Linked DNA regions of Salmo salar: region 2 is linked to region 1. The links are chromatin contacts, called in public Hi-C maps. All regions are on one chromosome and are shown on one strand. The core of a region is the stretch at or near the end of the contact, and the rest is flanking DNA. Distances in the headings are between cores, read along the strand shown.

The links. Hi-C and Micro-C count contacts between places; a contact is called where the count stands out from the background.
Region 2: a Hi-C map of muscle shows a contact between it and region 1, with 9 times the contacts expected there. The contact joins the promoter of LOC106583494 here to the enhancer-like site in region 1. A contact is called at or near these places in 3 of 3 Hi-C or Micro-C datasets (blood, gill and muscle).

Annotation. Positions count from the first base shown.
Region 1 is chrssa22:41,265,225-41,269,504 of Ssal_v3.1, reverse strand. znf76 (zinc finger protein 76) reads right to left here. Exons shown (of 13, transcript XM_045705511.1): 13 at 3,032-4,280. The coding sequence ends at 4,214. Among protein-coding and RNA genes, the nearest start is that of znf76, 27 kb to the right of the region's middle. Within about 2 kb of position 1,679, at least 12 of the 13 cell types and tissues checked have an H3K27ac peak or open chromatin away from gene starts, as enhancers often do. A contact at or near this core is called in gill and muscle, where this site is marked.
Region 2 is chrssa22:41,299,689-41,303,593 of Ssal_v3.1, reverse strand. LOC106583494 (protein BTG2) reads left to right here and starts at 1,884. Exons shown (of 2, transcript XM_014167737.2): 1 at 1,884-2,355; 2 at 2,813-3,905. The coding sequence starts at 2,208. The coding sequence ends at 3,165.

The sequences.
Region 1 (4,280 bases), core at 430-2,929:
TTGGTCGCACGGCCAAACTGAGCAATAGGGAGAGAATGGTCTTGGTCAGAGAGGTGACCAAGTACACGATGGTCACTCTGACAGAGCTCTAGAGTTCCTCTGTAGAGTTGGGATAACCTTACAGAAGGACAACCATCTCTGTAGCACCAATCAGGCCTTTATGGTAGAGTGACCAGACGGAAGTCACTCCTCAGTAAAAGGCACATGACAGCCCACTTGGAGTTTGCAAAAGCCACCTAAAGACTCTCAGACCATGAGAAACAAGATACTCTGGTCTGATGAAACAAAGATTGAACTCTTTGGCCTGAATGCCAAGTGTCACGTCTGGAGGAAACCTGGCACCATCCCTTCGGTGAAGCATGGTGGTGACAGCATCATGCTGAGGGGATGTTTTTCAGCGGCAGGGACTGGGAGACTAGTCAGGATCGAGGCAAAGATGAATGGAGCAAAGTACAGAAATCCTTGATGAAAACCTGCTCAGGATCTCAGACTGGGGTGAAGGTTCACCCCAGCTGCCAAACTAACCGTGATTCAGATGACCATCCTACCCATGCTAGATTGCGGAGACATAATTTATAGATCGGCAGGAAAGGGTGTTCTCGAGCGGCTAGATGTTCTTTTCCAGTGTGTGAATAAGCTAAATGTACAGGTGTATATAAGAATACAGGATTAATGAATAAGCCTTTTCTAAAATGAATTGTGTGTGTCAGCATGTAACAGTATAGCTTCCGTGCCTCTCCTCGCCCCAACCTGGACTTGAACCAGGAACCCTCTGCACATATCAACAACTGACACCCACGAAACATCGTTACCCATCGCGCCACAAAAGCCGCGGCCCTTGCAGAGCAAGGGGAACAACTAATTCAGGTCTCAGAGCGAGTGACGTCACCCGATTGAACCACTATTAGCGCGCACCACCACTAACTAACTAGCCATTTCACATCGGTTACCCTTGTGTATGAGTAAATGAGAGATCTTCCACGTGTTTGTGTGTGTCAGCACATCATTCCAACACACAGATTCATTTCACTCAGATCTGGTTAACAGAGGGAGGAGCCTAGGTCACTCCTTGACCTCCTACCCAGGTTGCACTGTACACCTCTGGCAGGAAGCCAGCTCCTGTGAATGTCTCTTTGTTCATCAGATTAGTAAACCAAGATGACAGCTGATTATACCACTGGTGAGGTCTGTTGTTTTAGTTATGGCTAGAGCCAGCCACCCTATCAGCCACAAGCAGATAACAGGTCTTATGACTTCAACCAACCCAATCAAAAACGTTTTTTTGTTGTTTGAGACCCACCTAATGCTTTTAGGCCACCAAGCCAACAAAACCAATGTTTAGTCAGCAAGTAGTCTGAAAGTATCCTGAAATTGTAATCTGAAGGGAATCCTCCCCAACCCACCAGTCCCAACGCACTATTTCTGAAACACTAGTCTGGCATCACTTAGCTGAAGGAGGTGATTATAGGCTATAAGGGGGGTTCGCTGAGTGTTTGACTTCAGGGAGTTTGTGTGTGGGAAAGTGTGTGAGATTTGAGTGCGTTTTGGTGCTAGGTCTTGAGATGTGTGTGTGTGTGTACTAGGCGTAAGCCCTATTCTCCTCATTCTCCTCTCAGAGACAGGATGCAGCCAAGGCCGCTCTAACACGTGTCAGTAAACACAAGAACTACAGGAAGCGAGGGAGCACGGAGAGCTGGGAGGACCACAATAGAGTAGGTTGTCCAAAGCTCCTCTCTCTGGCTCTGCTCTATATTTCTCCTAACCTCCTCTTACGTGTCTTTCTTTGTATCTCTCCTCGGTTCTCCTGTCTCAAATCTCTCTATTTACTGTTTCACCTCTCACTCTCCCTTTACACCAACTCCTTTGCCTCTGCTCTCTCTACCTTCTCTCTCTCACTCACTGCAGCTGTTGGTCCCGATGAGGCGTTATGTCAGAGCCGCCCCCCGCCAATCAGGTGCTGTTGTCGAGGGAGAACAGAGCAGCAAAGCAGGAAGTAGGAAGGGTGGAGAGGAGGAAGGGTTTGGTGTGTCCTGTGGTCTGCCTGGTGGGAGCTGGTGTTGATTATGGGTGTGTTCCTCTGCTCAGACGTTGCTGACGCATTACAGATCTAACTACACCTGGAAAGGTACTATATTTTACGTATCAGATAACCACAACATATGTTATAGCAATCTGTCAGTCGATGACGTGGCATACGACCATTGGTTGATGGATGTAAAGTCTGAGCAGGGGAATGTGACCAAAACACTGTCGTTAAAGGCTCTCCTCCTTCTGAACAGCGATGAGATCCAGATCACCATACCTCCGTGTTTAGTTCATTTTCTTGGCCTGAACAACTACCAACACCACCACGACAGTCATGATAAAGGGGGGACTAGTTGGAGTGTGGCGGGGCTGGAATGCACTGATCCTGGGGATGAGAGGGCTGGGCTGCTGCTTGGCCATCTGCCCCTTTGTGTGAGAGGCAGGCAGGCTGGAGGGTGCAGGGAGGGGGTGGGCACAACAAGTGGCAACACATAACAAATGAGAGAGGTGGAGACAGCTAGTGGTGGAATGCAAAGATTCAATGGTGACCTCATGTTTTGTCTTCCCCGTTTGTTTTATTCCCAGTTTATTTTTCCACCCTTTTTTCTTTAGCCATGACTTGAATTGTTTCATTAAAACATGCATGAATGAGTGAATTATCATTGAAGACTTATGTCTCTCCTGTTTCCTTGACCTATTATTACATTAAGATGCACTGTTTGTACAGTGACGTTTTATGGTGTTACTGTCTTTGTCTTGTTAAAAAATTACTTTTAAACATAAACATTATGCCATGAACAAAACATCTCATAGGAGAGACTTAAGTCTGTAAACATAATCAAAGAAGCTAATCTTTCTGAAAGAAGGAAAACACCATAGCTGACAGGTCTTTCTCAAAAACATTTTCTTGGTTGAGGGGTATTTTAGGTGTGAGTCTGCCCTCTGGTGGTGAAAAGAATAATTAGATAAATAATATCAGCCAAAAAAGCATTGTGAGACACACAGCAAAGGTAAAGCTATTTATTGACAAATGTACACCTCGGCAACATCAGCATAGATCCAGATACACGACGCAGCTTGATACCGCTGATATTGGGTTCTGTAGTTTTGCAGTTCATTTCTTCAATGACGTAGACAAGGCCAACTTTTAGCTCCTCAGACGGACAGTCTACCTCTGTGAACCGTTTCACAAGTGTTTCAGTTGAAAGAATCCATCTGTTTAAGAGCACTCTCCAAACCAAAACTTCAGAGTAGACGCAGAAGTACACAGTACTGGAAAACTCACTGCAGTCAGAGAAATACAAAACCAAAACAGACGTTCTTGTATCACGATATGCCATTTAGCAGACGCTTTTATCCGTTCTTGTATCACGATATGCCATTTAGCAGACGCTTTTATCCGTTCTTGTATCACGATATGCCATTTAGCAGACGCTTTTATCCGTTCTTGTATCACGATATGCCATTTAGCAGACGCTTTTATCAGTTCTTGTATCACGATATGCCATTTAGCAGACGCTTTTATCCGTTCTTGTATCACGATATGCCATTTAGCAGACACTTTTATCCGTTCTTGTATCACGATATGCCATTTAGCAGACACTTTTATCCGTTCTTGTATCACGATATGCCATTTAGCAGACGCTTTTATCCATTATCGTGTCATGATATGCCATTTTGCAGGCGCTTTTATCCATTATCGTATCATATGCCATTAGCAGACACTTTTATCCATTATTGTATCATATGCCATTAGCAGACACTTTTATCCATTATTGTATCATGATATGCCATTAAGCAGACGCTTTTATCCATTATTGTATCATGATTATGAAGACTAGAGGTAAAATCAAACTGGAGCTAGCTTTAGCGCAGGTGCTGCTTCTCAGAAGCAGCAGGATGAGTATGCTACTGTATTGTGGCTAAAACAAACAAAGAAAGATCAATCTGCTCATGCTCACATCTGAACATTCTAAAGCCAGTCTCCATGACAACGGCTTCTCGGAGTCTCTCTCTGATTGGTTCTGAGTTCCGAGATAGGAGTTCTGCTCACTTTGTGTCTGTGGCAGGAGACAGGGCTCCAGGAGTGCTGTGGAGCTGGTCGGCGCTAAGGGGAGCAGGTACCCGTGTCGTACCCAGGGAAAGATGCTCTGTTTGGGGGGGTAGGTGTGTCTCAGCAGCTCCCCTCTCATGTGTCCTCATCCTGAACCAGCCCTCCCTGCTGGATGGCAGCTGTCGCCATGCTGATGGCCTCC
Region 2 (3,905 bases), core at 635-3,134, 34 kb before region 1:
AACCGAACTATCTGCAACTGACTCTATCTTGTAAATGAATCTACGCACACTCACTAGACTATATATATCAATCAATCAAATGTATTTATAAAGCCCTTTTTACATCTGCAGATGTTACAAAGTGCTTTAATGCAGACGTAGAAGCACAAATCATATACACACTCACTTACACACACAAAACCCACACCCATTCACATACACTTCATACGCACACATATAACACACACACATAGGCTTACATACACATTACACGCAAACACTTTTACACTCATCATTTGCTGCTGCTACTCTGTTCTTTATTTTACTCGTATTATTATTTATCCTGATGCCTAGTCACTTTACCCTGCTTTAATGTACATACAGTTGTACATACAGTATCTTTTTGGCTTCCCGAGTGGCGCAGCGGTCTAAGGCACTACAGATCCGGGTTTGATCCCAGGCTGTATCACAACCGGCCGTGCTCAAGAGTCCAATAGGGCTGCCATGCCCAGCGTCATCCGGGTTAGGGGAGGGTTTGGCAGGGGGGCTTTACAAGTAGGCCGTCATTGTAAATAAGAATTTGTTCTTAATTGACTTGCCTAGTTAAATAAAGGTAAAATATTAATAAATAAAATGTACCTCAAATACCACGTACCTCTGCACATTGACCTAGTACTCCCTTTATATAGCTCCATTCTCGTGTATTTTATTCCTCGTGTTACTACTGTTGAGAAGAGCTCTTAAGTAAGCATTTCACGGTAAAGTCTACACAAGTTGTATTCTGCGCATGTGACAAATACAATTTGATTTGAACAGAGGGTTAAACTGGCAAACTATTATTTTCATTTACGACCACTAGATGTCCCTGTAGTAGCGCCAGAGGACCCACAACACACACATACACACGCACACACACTTGAACGTTAAACCTGAACTCTGTGATTTAACATTTTGTTTCTCACAGCCGAGAAAGTTTATTCTGCCTAGTCTTTTATTTCCCCATATACAATTGTAGTAGCACTGATTAAAGCTGGAGGCCTTAATTGAAACAATTACAAAGCATTTACCCCTCCTCTGTTTTGGTCAAAAGCTGAAAAACATGAAGTATGTGGTAGCCCACAGTTGTGCCTGAATAATTGTGTTATCTGGCATGGGCCTGTAGAAATGTAACCACTCTCAAATTCATCAAAAGAGCAATGGATGCAAGGACTGACCATCCATATCAAAGTTATAGTTGTAACCATGTTTTGGAACTATACAGTTTGTTTACATTTACATTGTTTACAAACATTGGGAGTAAAAAAGATATATTTGGGGTTCTGATGGGGAACGACAGTTGAACCAAGCTCATGATGCATTTATTTATAAGTTATATTATTCAAGAATCAATTGGTACAAAATAATGTATTTATAAGTGTCTAATGTATGTAGCAACTAAGGATTCTAGCTTTAAATTAAATATGTAAAATGGGATGAGTATTTTTGTCAATACTAGGTTCATTTGTTTGGCTAAACCGGTAAAAAACTGTTTTTCTTCCAAATAGCCGTCGCCGATGTAGGCTACATGGTATATCTGTAAACAATAACTCTTTGAGCCGATGTCAATAGTTGTTGAATACGCTTGTTAATGTAGTAGAAAACCACATTTTATCGCTTGAAATTTACGGTAAGTAGCTTGTGTTTTTTGTTGCACAGTCGTCACGAATACTTTAGAGCAGGGTTAGACGTCAATTTCTATATTTGGTGATGGACGGAACCTCATTTGCATTTTACACCCACCTCGGTTTTCCACGATGTGAACCAATCACATCGCACGGGGAGCGCTGTGTATGGTTTTTCTGTGAATTTCATTGGTTAAAATGCCAATCACTCAAAACTTGCAATTAAGTGACATCACATATTCTGTCCCTTGATAAAAAAGAAGCCACAAGCTGTAGTGCGAGCACAGACAACTTGGAAGTGGCACTTGAGCGAAAAATAACATCAAACGCCACTTCCAATCGAACAAATATTTTGGATAAATAATGCTGATTGTTACTTTGGCTAGAGCCAACTTGTTGCTTTGATATCACTGCTTCTGACTTGAAGATTCATTTTTGCTGAAGGATTCGTCCAGGACTCGCATAGCTACTTCCGCTATAGCTAGCTAACGTTACTTCGGTTTCATACTGCATTACTGTCAAACTCTTTTATTTCCTACGAGCTGAAATAAAAATTTTGCTGGCAAAATGAACCAAGGATACTCATCTAGAGGTGAAATGGGACCCGAAGTAACGGCCGCTGCGACGTTTGTTTCCAGGTTATTGAGAACAAGGGGCTTCCTGAGTGAACACCAACTTCATGATTTCAGAGATTGTCTTCAACAGTCATTATCAGGTAATTTGGTTGGCTTTTCCTGTAATAAAAAAAAAACGTTTGGCTACGAACTAGTTATTGTGGAAATGGCTGCATAGTGTTTTGGCTAGTTAGTTGACTAACGGTAGCCTAGCTAACGTTAGCTAGTCTTGGCTTTGTCTGTTCCAACTGACAGTCAAATCGAACTACTTTTTTAATCTGATCGACGTTAGTCAGCAAAAGTATCTAATATATATATATATATTTATTAGGTAATGCTGGGGGGGAGACAACGAACATGTAATTCGACACATTTTTAAAATAATTTTGCAAGTCAGCAAATTCGTTAGCAAGCTTCCTCGTTAGCTTAATTTAGCATAATGTCTCGAGCTGATTGTAGTAGGCCCAAATTCATTAGCTGGTGCTTTGTTTTCAAAGCAACAAGTTAAGTTGACTCTTCTAGTTTCGTGCCTTCATTCTGATCATTCTCTCTTCACAGAGCACTACCAGAACCACTGGTTCCCAGACAGACCACAGAAGGGCTCTGGCTACCGCTGCATCCGAATGAACCATGAAATGGACCCAATTATTGGCAGGGCTGCTGGTCGGATCGGACTTACTAGCGATCAGCTCTTCGCCCTCCTTCCCCGGGAGCTGACCCTCTGGGTGGACCCCTTTGAGGTCTCTTACCGCATCGGTGAGGATGGCTCCATATGTGTCCTCTATGAAGCAGCGGCCCCAGCGCCAGCAGCAGCACCAAGCCCCGACCCCACACAAAACTGCAAGAATCAATTTCTGATCGGTGGCCGCACTAGCCCCCCGAAGAACTACCTGATGACCGTCTCGAGTTAGTGCGGAACCAGGCATTACCTCGACTGGCTACGTGAACAGCGTCAGTGTGAAGCCCGTCGACCACCCACAGTGATTATTTTTCTACTTACATTTCGCAGCATTTACCCCTTTTTTTTTAAATGTGAGTTTTCTTAAAGCACTGGGTATTTGTTGTAGTGTTTCTGTTGGGTTAGCTTTTTTTTGTATTTTGTTTGACTACCAGCCCATTGGCTCTTTTTGCACTACAGAGACTCAGTATGTAGTGTGCTTCTGTCCTGTGGTCTTGGCACACTACAATCAAGCCAGGACTCAAAGTGTAAACAAAACGATTCTGGGATTCTGATGTTAGTATCTCATGGTGCAATAGTAAAAGTACTTCACACCATTGCCACTTCTCACAAATGTATACTAAAGCAATCATAACTGGAGAGTTAAGTATTTGTTCAGGTACCCATACATTTCCAAGATGAACTTTTTAAAAATATGTTTCTGTGTAATTTGGTGTACTGCTGGTTTGTAATCTTACAGGGCCTCTTTTAACCTACCTGTGCCCTGAAATCAAAGACTCAAGACAACGTCTGACATCCTAGTTGAAAAAGAGCTGCCTCTAACAGGTTATACTACCTTAACATGACAATGTCTGCCCAAATCCCTTTGCGTTGAATATTGCTGCCAAACTTTATATCTTGGCTCCTTTTGTGCAATAGTCAGAGTATTCAGAGCAACTGGAGTTTGGCTAAATCTCTCAACAAATAGTCAAC